2 separate regions of the Anas platyrhynchos genome follow, and region 1 is linked to region 2. The links are chromatin contacts, called in public Hi-C maps. All regions are on one chromosome and are shown on one strand. Each heading gives the region's core, a stretch centred on a gene start, on an enhancer-like site or on the middle of the called end of the contact. The rest is flanking DNA. Distances are from core to core; before and after follow the strand shown.

The links. Hi-C and Micro-C count contacts between places; a contact is called where the count stands out from the background.
Region 1: a contact with region 2 is called in a Hi-C map of subcutaneous adipose tissue, with 2.9 times the contacts expected there. The contact joins two enhancer-like sites. A contact is called at or near these places in 2 of 8 Hi-C or Micro-C datasets (F5 follicle and subcutaneous adipose tissue).

What each region holds. Positions count from the first base shown.
Region 1 is chr9:14,157,405-14,164,643 of IASCAAS_PekinDuck_T2T, forward strand. All of the region lies in intron 3 of ARHGEF4 (Rho guanine nucleotide exchange factor 4), which reads left to right. Among named protein-coding and RNA genes, the nearest start is that of ARHGEF4, 69 kb to the left of the region's middle. Within about 2 kb of position 2,022, at least 1 of the 8 cell types and tissues checked has an H3K27ac peak or open chromatin away from gene starts, as enhancers often do. A contact at or near this core is called in subcutaneous adipose tissue, where this site is marked.
Region 2 is chr9:14,108,686-14,115,684 of IASCAAS_PekinDuck_T2T, forward strand. All of the region lies in intron 2 of ARHGEF4 (Rho guanine nucleotide exchange factor 4), which reads left to right. Among named protein-coding and RNA genes, the nearest start is that of ARHGEF4, 20 kb to the left of the region's middle. Within about 2 kb of position 5,171, at least 4 of the 8 cell types and tissues checked have an H3K27ac peak or open chromatin away from gene starts, as enhancers often do. A contact at or near this core is called in subcutaneous adipose tissue, where this site is marked.

The sequences.
Region 1 (7,239 bases), core at 772-3,271, 46 kb after region 2:
CCAAGTGAAGTTTTTTGCCATTTGGGATGACTGTTCCCTTGTGCCACACTTCCAGCGTAAGCCTTTCTGTGCATAGACGAAGATCCTACCTGCTTGGGCAGTGGGGTACAGAGCTTTGGTTTTGCTCTCTGGAATCTACTGTGGGCTTCTCAAAAACATGCTTTGGCCAGGGCTTTCAGAGTAGTTTATTCTTCTATTTATGTGTATGGGTATGTGTGTGTACTTCTGATTGGTACTGTTCTAAAACTGACAAAACCTAATCCTCAATAGTTGAGGCAGAAAAGGCAGAACAGAAAAAGTTCAGGTACCTGAATTACCTGACTGCTTTGCAGGCTGGGAGCCCTAATGTCTCTGTACGAGCCTTCCAGGCCTCCCAGTTGCAATGCAAAGCTGACACTCAGTATTCACACACTGTGGGATTACTTGCCCACAAAAGAAGCTTGTCTTCCTAGGGATGGCAGCTGAGCATGGACTGACAGGTAACTTGCTTCTCTGCAGAAGGGGAGCAAGAAAGCCCAAGATGTCCTAGTACGAGACAGGCCAGGGATAAAGAAAATAGGGGAGTTTGGGGTGATCAGGTCAGACTAGGTCCAGAGAGCTTAGACTAGCTGCAAGGCTAAAAGGAAGCTGTGGGAGTGGAGGATACAGAAAGGCTTGAATACTTGTCATGTTCGAGGCTAGCTTCCTTCAGAGTATTTTCTCATACCCTAAAGAGCTGCTCTGCCTGTATGGGTGGAAGTCTTGTTTTAGAAAGCGTGTTCTTTCCACTGGAAAAGAAAGAAATAACAGGTTGAAATTCCACAATAGCCTAAGGAAGCAGGCTTTCCACAGGCTGAGGCTCAGCTTCACTGAGAGCAACAAGTCAGAGTAAGCTGCTCTTAAGTTTTCCCACCCATCAGCATGCTTTGCCAGGCAGGAGTGGAGGAGTCCTTGTGTTCCACAGCTTTGGTAGAGACCCCAGCCTAGGCACATCTGAGTTTTTGGATAGAGTGGGACATTTAATGACTGACTGCACCCTTGAGACCTGCCTGACCTAACTGAGCTCTTGTTCAGCCACTCAGTTTCTTTGTGGTTTATGTTGTTAATTTTGTTTAATCTCCAGCGTGATGGATGATGGCTCCCAAGCATGAATTGTCTTCCCTCTGACAGACAAGTGAAGAGTAAGTGTACTCTGCTGTGCAGTGCTGGAGGAAAACAATGAAAACCAGCAACACCAACCCTTTGATGAGCCCCACTATTTTAATAGCAGAAACAGAATTGTACTCCCCTGTGTTGCTCTCCATGCTCCAGACACTGCTTACTTTGCCTTAATCAGTTTTGCAAACTTTCTGGACAGGCAGTGCTAATAAAGGAAGGACTAGCAGATTCAATGGAAGTACTCTCAAATAACAGGAGGTTGTCAGGAATGAAAGTCAGGCTTGATCTGAGCAGTGCATGGGAGATACAAATTCTTTTCATATTAAATGTTGGCTTTTTGTTGTAGAGCTTAGGTAGGGATGAGGAGATCTCTTGGGAGGGCAAGTAGCATGCATCATGCTAGGCCTGGCAGGATTTCCAAAGGTTTAGATTCCACTTTTATAAAGTTCAAATGTATATCCAGATGCTTGTCCAAACAGCCTGAACTTTGTATGTCTGAATTGTTGGGCTGGAGTAGTGCAACATAGTTGAACATGGGAGTGAGATTTTTGGTATTTCTTTGGCTAGCTATACCAAAGCGGGGAGCCACATATCCCTGGAAACTGCACTCAGTGCACTCAGTGCATATTCCTCTGGTTTCCTTCAGACCATCTGGGAAAGGAGTTTTTAAAAGATTACGAATGTGGGTTATTAAAAAGTGAGGGGACTTTTTTTTTTTTTTTTTTTTTTTTTTTTTTCCTGTACTACACAGCTCTAGGACAAGTGAGTGTATCTTTACTGTGCCAGAAAAATCCAGTTCTCAACTTCTGCCTGTCATAAGTCAGCTATGCAGATAGATGACCGAAGATGAAAGACTGTAGCTTCTGAGAGGAGAGTGTTATAGCTGGGCTCCACCTGCTGCCGACTGGGACTCTCTGCACTGGGCTGCTGCTACCAGCCACAGCCATGGGCAGAGATAGAACAGAAACACCAGTGACTTGTGGTCACAGCTTTCTTTTTATCTAGTCTCTTGTGCAAAAAATAAAATAAAACCAGAAAGGACAGTTGGGTTCTTCCCGTCCCCAAGCTTTAAATTTCACTCGTGTTGTTGATGTAAATGCACAGCAGTTTCTAATGTTCAGTTGTGATCTGTAGCTGTTGCAATTTGTACATAGTGCAGTACCTGCTCCAGGAAACTGCCTGAGCTTTGGTCAGTCATCTGAATTAAATCTTTGAGGTTTCTCCCTCTGAGCATGGAAAGATTAGTAAAGCTGAGTTCTGTGTATTTTGCAGTAGCAGACAGTGCCTTTCATTATTGCTCTTAAGTAACTTTGTCTAAATAGTGCTGTAGTTAATTATGTTTCCTTCAGTAAGTACTCGTAGTATATGTGATACTGCACAAGAAACAGAAAAAGAGGAAAACAAGGAAAAATTCATAATTCTTGTGCTAGTGTGCTTTTGTCAAAAAGGGAAACTGTCCTTAAATGTTCACTAGTATTGACACATTGAATAGTTTTAGGGAACTGGATGATTTGACATTTGCTGCTTGGATTACCGTCCAGGCTTTCTACCTCTTTGTGTGTGATGATCTTTCCACTTTTTTTCTTATCAATTCTTTTTCTGCCATTTCTGAGTAGAGTATCATGACTCAGGCTGGATTACGAGAGTCTGGACGCTGTGCAAACTAGATTGATATACTGAGCAACAAATACTGTTTAAAGCCACTAAGTGGCAGCATAAGCATTTTAGTTCCCCCCCTCCCTTGTTCAGTTTTCTTTATGACACTACACTGTGCTTTTAATCATAGCAGAACAATTAATAGTAGCAGACTGTGCTGTATACATAGCAGGTGCTGCCTGGATTGCCCGTACACTGCTCAGGACTGAAACATTTTCAAGGCACCCACGCTTGCTCTTCCTGTTTTAGGACTTGTTTGGGCAGCCATTTCTGCTTCAGTGCAGTGCTAGGTTGCTTTTTTTCATGGCTACTAGTGAATGGGATGAAATGCTCACACTTACTTCCTTGAGACAGACTTGGGCTTTGAATCCAGCTGTTAACAAAGGACAAGTTAACACATTAACTCTGAAGTACACAACATCCTCATACACTGTTTTTGAGGAGTGTTCCCAAAACAGAACAGTTCCACTGTTCCCAAAACAGAATAAATAGAATATATGCAAAGGAGGAAAGGTAGGACATGTCTATCAATGTCAGTGACTTGCAATCTTTAAGAGTAGTGAGTATCCCATTTTCATGGTCTTTTGTACCAACCAACTAAGCACATTCCAATTTTGAGAATTAGAATTTGGGAGGCATAATGGGAAACCATTAATGGTCTTGTTCTCTTACTGCTTTCTGTGCCCAGTCCTGTTTTTTTCTGCTTTTGAAAGTATGAGCTGTGTGTTCCTAGTTCAAGGACTTTTTCTCTGCCACATATGCTATCGTAGTGCTTTCTAGAGCTAGTCTCTGCAGTGACCAGGTGCCACTGTGGAAGCATCCACTGGAGCTGAGGAAAGACTCAAGATGCCTGAGGAGAGTTCTCAGCGTGAAGCTGATGCCTCCCAGCCCTAAGTTTTACACATTATTTTGTGCTGAGAATCTTTTCTTTCTTTTCTCTCTTGATGTTTCAGCATATCCTCTTTAGACCTTCTCATTATCTTGTTAAGCCTTTCTGCATTGAGACAGGTAATCTTACTGATCCACCTTCCCAAGTGAAATAGAGACTCTGTTCCAGCCTGAACACCACAGTACCCTGCTGGCAATGGTGGTGCAGCTGACCAAACAACTGCACATCAAAAGGAATTCAGTTTTCTTTCCTGCTGTATGAATCTTTAATTTCAATATCTGACTTTTGACCAATACCATTTATTTTATACATCCCAAACTGATGAAATATTCCAAATTCAAGTGGCTTAATAAGGTTGTTTTTGTTGCCTGGGTAGATGACTATGGGCAATTCATTATTATTTTTAACAAATCGTAGTTGACACTGGGATTGCTTCTTGTCCTTTTGACCAGCAAAGCTCTATGTCTATACGTTTTGAGAGCATGCCAATGTAATTTTCTTACCTAAGGAAGCCTAGCTTTTAGAAGTCTACCCTGGCATAAAGAAGTTTTGTAAACAGCTTTGCAATAAACATGGTGGGAGTTTATTAAATACGGAAATGACAAGCTGTCGCTGTATTGGCATATAATCTCAATTTTTTGATGTTTCCAAAGCTCTAGTCAAACAGCTGTGGATGCATACCTGATATCTAGTGACTGACGTAGGTCAGATTTTTTGGAGCAGGACAGTAGGGTTTGGTAGTGACTGAAGCTCTGGGTACTGCTTAGTAAGTTTCCATTTGTTTCCATTTGTTTTATTGCTTAAGCTGCAGAATCATGCAGTAAAATACGGCAACCATAAGCTGATATTTCTGATTCAACCTGGTTTTGGCTCTATTGTGCAAACATGTTGTGATCCTCAATGATCATGCAATTAAGTGTTACCTTCTCCATGGGATATCTGCCTCTGCCTGTACCTAGAATGGACCCCACAGGCAGAATTATAAATGTGTGGATGGTTTGTGTTAAAAGTCACAGAGAATTTGTCATTTGTTTAGGGTTGTGGGAAGCTCTGCATTTTATCCTGTGTTGGCATCACATACATCACAACATTATCACCGTAAAACTCTTATAGACCAGAGCATTTCTGAGGTTATAGGGATATGGGATGAAGAACTTGTAAGGAAAAAGATTATTTTTTGTTGGGTCAAAATATATACTTGGGGGAAAAAGGACAAAAAAGTCTCCCTTCTTTTCTAGCTTGAAGAAATGAGATTGTTTAATTCTTCCCTCACTGTTTTAGTGTGTTGTCAAGGGCAGGAGATGATCCTTCTTAAAGCAGAAACCCAAACAGGAGATACCTTTACTGGTGGTGTGATGCTGACCACAGTATTTAAGGATAGATCTGCTTGTCCTGTTCATTTTCTCCTCCTTATGAATCTCCTATTGACTGTCGGAGCTAAGATGCTGGGCTAGAAGGACCTGTAGTCTGATCAGGTGGGTTCTTTTTATCTTAGATGTGGGGGAAAGGAAATATGATAGACTGAAACTCATTTTATTGCAGTCCATGCAAAATCTTGAAAATATGAAGGAAAAGCAGGTGGCATATGGTCATTTAACAGGCAGAGCTTCTTGTAGTTCATAACCTTTAAATTATGTCATTGCTTGGTTAGAGGGAACTTACTCTGGTTGAAAAGTAGGTCCTGTGATTAGCTGCATTCAGAGCAAAATTGTCATCTAGATTATTAGGACTAAAAAAGGCTTCAGAGGAAAGGATTGAAGAGCTTTACTCCTTAGAACTTCTTAGCGCAAACAATAGGGGAGATGCACAGGCTGCAAGCACAAGATGGGACTTCACCGCAGCCCCAGAGTAAAACCACATCTGTGCTGGCTCAGAGAGAGCTGAATATCTCTCGGGCTGGAGGATAAGCACTGAAGGATGGCTCCCGGACACCAGCTGGCTGAGCTTTGCTTTTGTTTAGTTTCCACTTGTGCACATAAATATGTCCAAGAGAAAGCAATAAGAAATGGAGTAGTCCTCTTAAACGTGGAGAGGACAGTGCCCTTCTTCACACTCACATTGACAACTTGAGAAAGCCCCATTTGGAGACAAGCTTTCCATGGAAACTGCTGTTTTAAATACAGCAGCTTACTCTTGTGTTTCTTATATGCATATTAAGCATGAGTAAGCCAAGCTGTGCATCAATATTAGCCTTACTTGTTGAGTTGGTTGGCGTGGATCTGGTCTGTGGGCAAGGTTCTCCAAGGGCAGCGAATAGTTGCTGACAGGCTGTGTTTCTCAGGGATGGGGAGATCCCATGTGCAGTCACTACGGGTGTGCACTCTGACAGGCCCTGCGGTGTAAATTGGGCGTGAGTTCAGAGCATGTCACCTCCTCTCTGGTGCCAAGCGATGAGTCTGTGTCTGGGCAGTTTCCTCTTGTTTCATCGCTGCTTTTTTGGTATAGGCTAAAGATAGTCCTTCATATCAAAGTCTCAATTTGGAGAGTAAAAAGTTGTTTTCTTTTCTCTCTGATTGCTGTTGAGCTGCTACAATCTAGCAATCTTCACTAGCTGCTGACTTCCTCTCCTTTACCCAGCCATATCACTTTCCTCCTTGCCTTCTCTGAAAGGCTCCTTTGTGAGAGATTCCCTTAATGTCCTAGTGCAGATTACATGGTTCTGTCACTGAAAAACCTCACCCCATAAATCTTGTATGTAATTTAAGATTCCTATGGGGCAACCCCCTGCCTGTAAATGTGAAGTGTACATTTGTAGAATTCTTTTAACATCAAATCTGCCATTAATCACAAGTCCTCCTGTGATGAATCCCTGATGCAAGGACTGTGTAGTTTTTGACTGAAAATTGCATGCTGAAACTCCTGAATCACTTGCTGAAACTTCCTGTGCTTCAGGGCTACTTGTGTAAGTAACTCAGAGGCAGAGATCTGGGGGAAAAGAGTTTGTGGAAACCATGCAGTTGTGTATTGTTTGTAAGGAACAGCTGGGCTTGCATTTACAGTGTGAATAAAACTGCTTAGACGTGGTAGGCTGCACTCTACCTTTGGATCTTTAGAGTTTTTGAGAATCTGTGCTAATTTGAAGCAGCAAAAAAATATGGCCTAATGTGCTTTATTTGAAGTGGTGGCATCAAGAGTATAGGAGCTATCTTAAGGGTAGTAGTGTTTCCCAGACTGATGCAATGTGTGCCTTCCCCATTTGTGTTAAGAATCAGACTTTGTGGCTGACATTCCTTGAAACATATGTCTATGACAACTTGGTATTGTGTCTGAAGACAGTTAAAAAGCTGGTGTTCTCTACTTTATGAAGTAAGGGTAAGTCACTATTCTAGGAAAAAACAAATGAAGATGTAATAAATGTATGCAGTATTCATTGTGTGGTGATGCTATCAAAATAGGAAAGTATGGTCTACATCACAGAATCCATCCTGGAAAGTCTGATGTATAAGGACTTAATACAAAAAAAATCCAGGGAGAGCTATAGCAGGGTCTTACTGAGTGTCTTTTGGAAAAGAAAAAAGTAATTCCTTTTTTTTGTTTTTTTTTTTTTTTTTTGACAG
Region 2 (6,999 bases), core at 3,921-6,420:
TCAGAGGGAGTTGTCCCTGGCACGGGAGAAGAGTGGCTCCCTGTGCCATCCTGTTTGTCAGGAAGTGTTCTTTTTCCTGTTTCAGTTGTCAGCCCACTGGCATTAATTAATGTTTTGGTAAATTTTTTGCAAAGAGGCTGTGTTGCTACTCGAGGGAGAGGATCCCTGAGATATGGTTTCGTAATAAGCTCAGAGCAGATATCATTCTGAGCTTATTCTATGTATTCAAAGGATGAGGTGAAGGACTAATACTCTGCCGTGGCTGGAGAACATTACAAAGTAAATCTTAACAGAGAGCGCACTGTTCCTATTCCTCTATTAGGCAGAACTCTTCCTGTCCCATGTATACTGACATTAACCTGTAGTAATCATGTCAATGAAAAGTCTTATAGGGAAATATTGAACTGAATATTTGTAGCGATTGCAGCAGATAAAATAAAGTAAGTTAGCATGCTTGAACCAAACAGCTCACACTATTCACCAGCAAATCTATCTAAGCAACACAAACATCTGAATTCTATATCTCCTTTTCTTAGCGTTCATACCACCAGTGCTTTGGGGATATATAGTAAGTTGTTAGGGATGCAAAGAGCTTTCAGGGATGCAGTGACAGCCAGTGGGTTAGAGAGCAGTAAACTCTTCATGAAACACTATATGGAAAAACCTCCAAATTCCCTGAAGACCTCTTACATGTCTGGCAAGTGACATTCAACCAGAGTAGACTCACATTTTTCCATCAATTTTTTATTGTGCATATTATGCCTTCTAGCTGCAAAATGACATTTAAAGTATGAGAAAATAAATATCTCATGAATAATGTGTTAAAAATACTGCAATTTTGTAGAACAATGCAAATCCACACAGTTTCAGCTATAGACTCTCCTAATGTTCAATGAATGCAATAAAGTCTTCAGCACCATTGATTATGTTGATAATCTGCTGATGGAATTTGTATCAGACGTAATCAGATTCATTAGACCTCATTATCAGGAGGAACTTTGAAATTTAAGATATATTTGTGTTACAGAGAGACCTGAATTACCAGTCAGTATTGGCAGTTCACTTGGCTAGGCTTATCTTGACTAATCCTGGGTAAACCCATCTAGTCTAAATTCCTGGCTAAGCTTATTCCAGTACAGTCTAGATATACTCCTTCAGGCCAAACTAAACTATTACCAGAATTTATAGTAAAAGAAATTAAAAAAAAATAATACATGAAATTACAATAAAAATCAATATTAAAAAAAACATGATTTGATGTACATGCGAGACAGAAAGATGTCCTGTGCGTGTGTTTTATTGAGTATGAGATGTGTGCATTTGTTTTGAGCACGTTTTTAGTGGAGAAAGATTATGTACTCCTGTCTTGGCAGCAAACATGGAAGGAGAGTTACAGAAATTGTGCAAACTGTGTGAAGTTTTTTTTACATGTCAATTTGGTTGTGCAGTAAAAATAATTATAGGACTCACTTCCAGGAATGGCAGGCGCAGAGTAGGAGTTCCTGTATTTGCAGCGTGGCAAATGAAATGTCTTTTGGGATTCATGACTGCAGAATAAAGTCTTGAAAGATAAAGACGGCTTTTGTTGAGAATGTTATTCTTGCATTTTTGAAAGTATTTCCCTTAAGGAACATAGATGTGAACTAATCGCCTATATTTTGGGCAATGTGGCTTCTCAGAATTACTGCATATGTCAGTGTGGCTAACAGCCTACAGACTTTTCAGACTAATTTGGTCTGAACCTGTGAGTCTGTTTACACTGGAGACAGCAATGGTCACTGAACACATGTGGACCCCATCTTATTAGGGGGCTTTGTGAACACTTAATATACCACTGTCTGGAAGTAATAAAACTCCAGCATCCAGAATTGTGTGGGAGGCCATGAAGACTTTAGTGGCAGGTGTGCAAGTTCAGACACCTCTGTGTACATATCTGTGAAATACTTGGCCAGAAAGTATTTTCAGTAATCCAGCTGCTTTGTGCTTGTTCCCAAGCAGAGGGCTCTGTGAGCTATTTGTGCTAACGTCAGCATTTCACATTAGAAACAAAAGTAGATTTCTGTTAGATAGAGGTGAGCTCTTACCCTGCGTCTTCAAGTAGTATTTTCTAGTGTTGTTTTGATCTCTGATTAAATATCAGTGAAATACTTGCCAAGTAATCTGTCTTGGGTGTTCATTACCTGAGTTAGGATTATAAAGGTGCTAGAGTTCTCTCTTGCTTTCCATGCTGAAATTGTGCCAAGCATTTTCCCCTGAACAGATGAAGTGTAATGCTGGTTGTTCTGTTTGCTATCAGTGCAAACTCTGAAAGGAAAGATAAAATCTGGATTAATTTGTCTGCAGTTAGAACTTGCTTGCATCCTGGCACTTCAAAGGCTGATGTAGGAAGTGGCTGATGTACAATGGTGACTGGTTTGTTAGTACATGCCAGCTGAATCTGTCACGTGCAATGAATAAACTTCTCAGATTCTTGCTCTGTCATTAGCTTCTGGTAACTTGTGTTAATTTCTAACATAAAGGAAAAGAGTGAAAGAAGACTGAGGTGAAACCTTGGAAGTTTTCAATTGACATTTGCGTGTTTGTAGTAAGACTGCTGCAGCTACCGTCTGTGCAATTTTTAGTCTATGCTGTAAAGCGAACAGGGAATCTTATTGCTTTCCACAGCATGAGATGTATCAGTAAACCAGGCTTAATCATCACCATGCAGCCATCCAGCCCCTTTTTAACCCAGCACAGAGTGTACCTGTCCAAGCCATGGGCTGCCAGCTTCTCCAGGAGAATACTGTGGGAGACTGTGTCAAAAGCCTTGCTGAAGTCTAGGCAGACTGACAACTTTTCCCTCATCCACCAGGTGAGTCAGCTGGTCATAGAAGGAGATGAGTTTGGTCAAGCAGGACTTGCCTTTCATGAACCCACGCTGACTGGGCCTGATCCCCTGGTGGTCCCACATACATTGTGTGATTGCATTCAAGGTGACCTGTTCCATCACCTCTCCTGGCACTGAGGTCAGGCTGACAGGCCTGTAGTTCCCCAGGTCCCCCTTACGACCCTTCTTATAGATGGGCATCACATTAGCAAGTCTCCAGTCATCTGGGACCTCTCCAAGACCACTGATAGACATTGGAAAGCAGCCCAGCCATCTGCCAACTCCCTCAGCACCCTCAGGTGGATCTCATCTGGCCCCATGGACAGGTGGAGCAGCAGGTCTTTAACTGTTTCCACCTGAACTGTGTGTGAGGTTTCTTCTGCTTCTTGTCCCAGACTTTCAGGTTGGGTGGCTGAGTATCCCAAGGATGAGTGCTCTGGCTAGTAAAGACAGACGCAAAGAAGGCATTAAGAACCTCAGCCCTCTCCTTATCCTTTGTAGTCATGTTCCCCCCGTGTCCAGTAACGGATGGAGATTCTCCTTAGCCTTCCTCTTGCCATTAGTAGACTTATAAAAACATTTTTTGCTATCCTTAACCATAGTGGTTAAGCATTTATGTAATGACAGGCCAGTGTAAGGAGTATAGAGGGGAACATAGCTAATGTGATGAGTAGAGGGTGTATTAGGGGACAAAAATCTGTAGGAAAGCAGGCTTCTTCAGTTCTGCCTCATGGAGAACAAGCTGTTGTTTAGCAGAGGACAGAGATCCTGCACTGATGCAAAGCCTCAGTTACAGTTTAGCTTTTATCTTTCAGCAACAGAATATAATGTGTCAAGATTCTTTCAACATTTGGATAGTGGATATGAACAAAAAAGAGACCATTATCTACACTATCTGTCAAAACTGAAGAATGCTCTGTGCTAGCTTGCCAAATGCAGGATTTGTTCACTGGAGGATTATCTATTTGTTTAGTCCAAAAGGGAAAATGATCTAATTTCTTTGGTTCAGTTTGTTTATTGTGACAAGTTATTGGAGGCTGATTACGACCTCTCAGCAAGTAAAGCAAAGCTACTTTTTGCTTGTTTTACTTTTCAAGTCTGCAAATTAAATAGTTTTAAGATGTAGTAATTTGACTGACAGAAGGAGGAGTCTCTGTTCTTGTGCTGAATTTTGCTTTGAGAGTAATGTTTTGCGACAGTGGCTGGAGAGTGATTTCACAGCATAACCATCTTGTTTTAGATTTATGGGAGAGAGGGCAACAATAGAGCGTGGTAGGAATGTTCTGGGGGATTAAATTCATCTGATTCAGTCAGATGTAGGAAAATGGACAGACCGCACCCTGAATTATTGTGTTAAGTTTTGGTCACCTTGCTACAAAAAGAATAATGAGTTGCTTGAATGTGTGTAGAGAAGAGCGATGAAGCTGGTGAAGGGACTAGAAAACAAGACTTCTGAGGAGCGGCTGAGGGAACTGGGGCTGTTTAGTGGGAGAAGAGGAGGCCGAGGAGAGACCTTACCTCTCTCTACAACTCCCTGTGATAGGATGCTAGCAAGAAGCTCAAGCATTGGAATGGGCTGCCTAGGGAAGTGGAGGAATCTCCATCCCTACAGGTATTTAAGGGATGTGTGGATGTGGCATGTTGGACATGATGGATATACTCGGTGCTCTTTTCCAACCTAAATGATTCCCTGGTTCTATGAAATATCCAAGAAGGAGGGGACCCTGACACAGCAAATGTTCAACTTCACATGCTGGGCAATATTCAGCAAAGTGATGGGCCAGCTTCAGCCCCGAGGTCTGCAGACTACCACAAAAGCAGACTGTCAGGAGTGATCATCACCCCAAAGCTGGAGCTTCCAGCTTCCAGAGGTGATTTCCTGGCAAAGCCTCATGTCAGCATCAGCACCACCATGCCGTGGGTTGTGGCTCAGCACAAAAAACTCCTGGGCCTCGCAGAGAGGACACAGACCTTCAGACATAACACTTTGAGGAGATCTTATTGTTACCCTTCACCTGCAAGTCTTGGTGACTTAGTTTGGAAATATTTCAAATGAGGTTTGAAACTCATTTTGTCCCCCAGTTAATGGACTGCATGGATTGAAATAGGGTCACTTGAGGAGCCTGGTTTGGAGAGACTCTTCATGTCTGGCTCATTTTTCAGCTCTTCCTAGCCAGCACCAGCTTGCTACTGCCTCTCCCTTACCCCAGGTCAGTGTAAAGATGCGTTTGCTGAGCTGTATTAGAGGAAACCGGGAAGCAGGCAGCAGTGGGAAGAGGATCCGTGGGGCTGGAGGCAGCTTGCCCCCTGGCGGCCGCGGGAGCCAGACGGCTCTGTGCAGAGCAGACCTCCCGATCTCTGCAGGGCCAGCGGCTTCCTGAGCTGCCTCGGGGATCGGGCTGGTTCTGCAGGTGTCCTGGCCACCAGACCTGGAGGGATGGCCACATAAAAGCTCCTTCTCTAAGCGCTTGCCGGAGGGCACTCAGTTTGCTGCCTACAAAGCAACGTGCGCAGTAGCACGATCGTCCTCAGACTTGAACCATCAGGTGTCAGCCTTGCTCTGTCTCACAGGCTTTCAGTCCTGCATTATACCAGCTGGCTTCCTCTTACAAGCTCCCCCTCTCTGCTCTGTCATAGGCACAAAACAGTCAGATTCTCCCAGTTAAGTCCACGGAAACATCATCTTCCAGCAGAGTGAACAAATAAAGGGGTGGATGGACAAGGCAGGAAGGGACAGAACTGCTTTGTGCATGCTGGAGTGTGCTGCTCTCTTTTATGAGCAGATACGGTATATAGGAATGCTGTGCTTTCCTTCTGCTTCCTTTTCAAGTCAGAGGGAAGGGCAATAAGGGCGAGTCCCTCCCAGAGCTCAGTTGTGCACTGGAGGTTACATACACCTTGTGTTCATGTATGCAAGCTCTGTTCACCCTACAGCTCCTCCCTTCCTTGTGAATTGGTTCTTCAGCCACCCTGAATTTGTTTTGCCATGTCCTTCTGTCAAAAAGAAAGATGTTTCCATAAGCCTTATTTGTTATGTTTTAATGTTAGTCCTGACATTCTTTACCTAAATCCAAAGAACGTGCATTGATGCCCTTTACAAATCTAAAGGAAAATTACTTATCTTGGATCTTAAATGTTTAATTGCATCTGATTAAATAAAGCCTTCTTAAAATAGGCCCCAAAAGGAAAAGATCCAATTGTCAGCCTGTTAAATACTAAAGAAAAACAAATCACTGAGGAAATGAATGGGTACCAGTCAATGGTGTTACTGTTGCTTAGGGACTGATAGTAAGAAAAGTGGCATGTGTCCAGGAGAGGCCCGGAGCAAAGAGAGGAAACCTCTGTCTCACATTCGGAAAGAGGAAAGGCAGCGCAGAAACTGATTTATATGTGCAAGTGAAATTTAAGTGACAAGTGTGTATACACTTTATAGTTCGAAGACTATTCATGAAATAATATGAAAGAAAGTGGAGAAGAAGGTAACTATGATGACAAGAAACAACTCAAAACACTGCTGTTTTTTTTCTCTAGCTCCCTGAAGACTGCAGGTCTTTGTTTTCAGTGCATGAGCTACTGTTTGGCAGGTTTCCTGAACCACTTTGTCTATTCACTTCTTGCTAATGTGAAAGTGCCCAGACTCCCTGGAAAGGGAGCTTTGTTGGAAACCTTTCATTATCAAGGATTAGCTGTTTGGTAAACCTGTGTCCCCTTTAATAGTCTGCCGGGAAGTGCTGGCTAATGAAGGGCTCATTGTGGTGATGCTGTGAGTGTGGGACTTGAATCCATTTTATTGCTCAGATTTCAAGCCAGGATTTTTAGTGCTCCAAAGGACTAAAGGGAAACTGAGTCCTACCCTTTGGTTCTGCCACAAATTTGTTGAAAAATCTGCTTTCCTTTCCCAGTATTCTTGCTGAGTTTGTGGTCTAAACACTTTACATAGCAGGAATTTTACTTACTATATGTTGATATGTTAAAATTATTCATATAGACTTAAAAAGTGTCGTGTCAATGACTGGAGACAGCTTGCTTGAAACATTTCCATATAACACCAACAAAATAATTGAAATAATAAAAGCCATTAAGTATAAGCCATTCAATCATAAAGTAGTTGTAAAGCTCTTGGCAGAACCAAG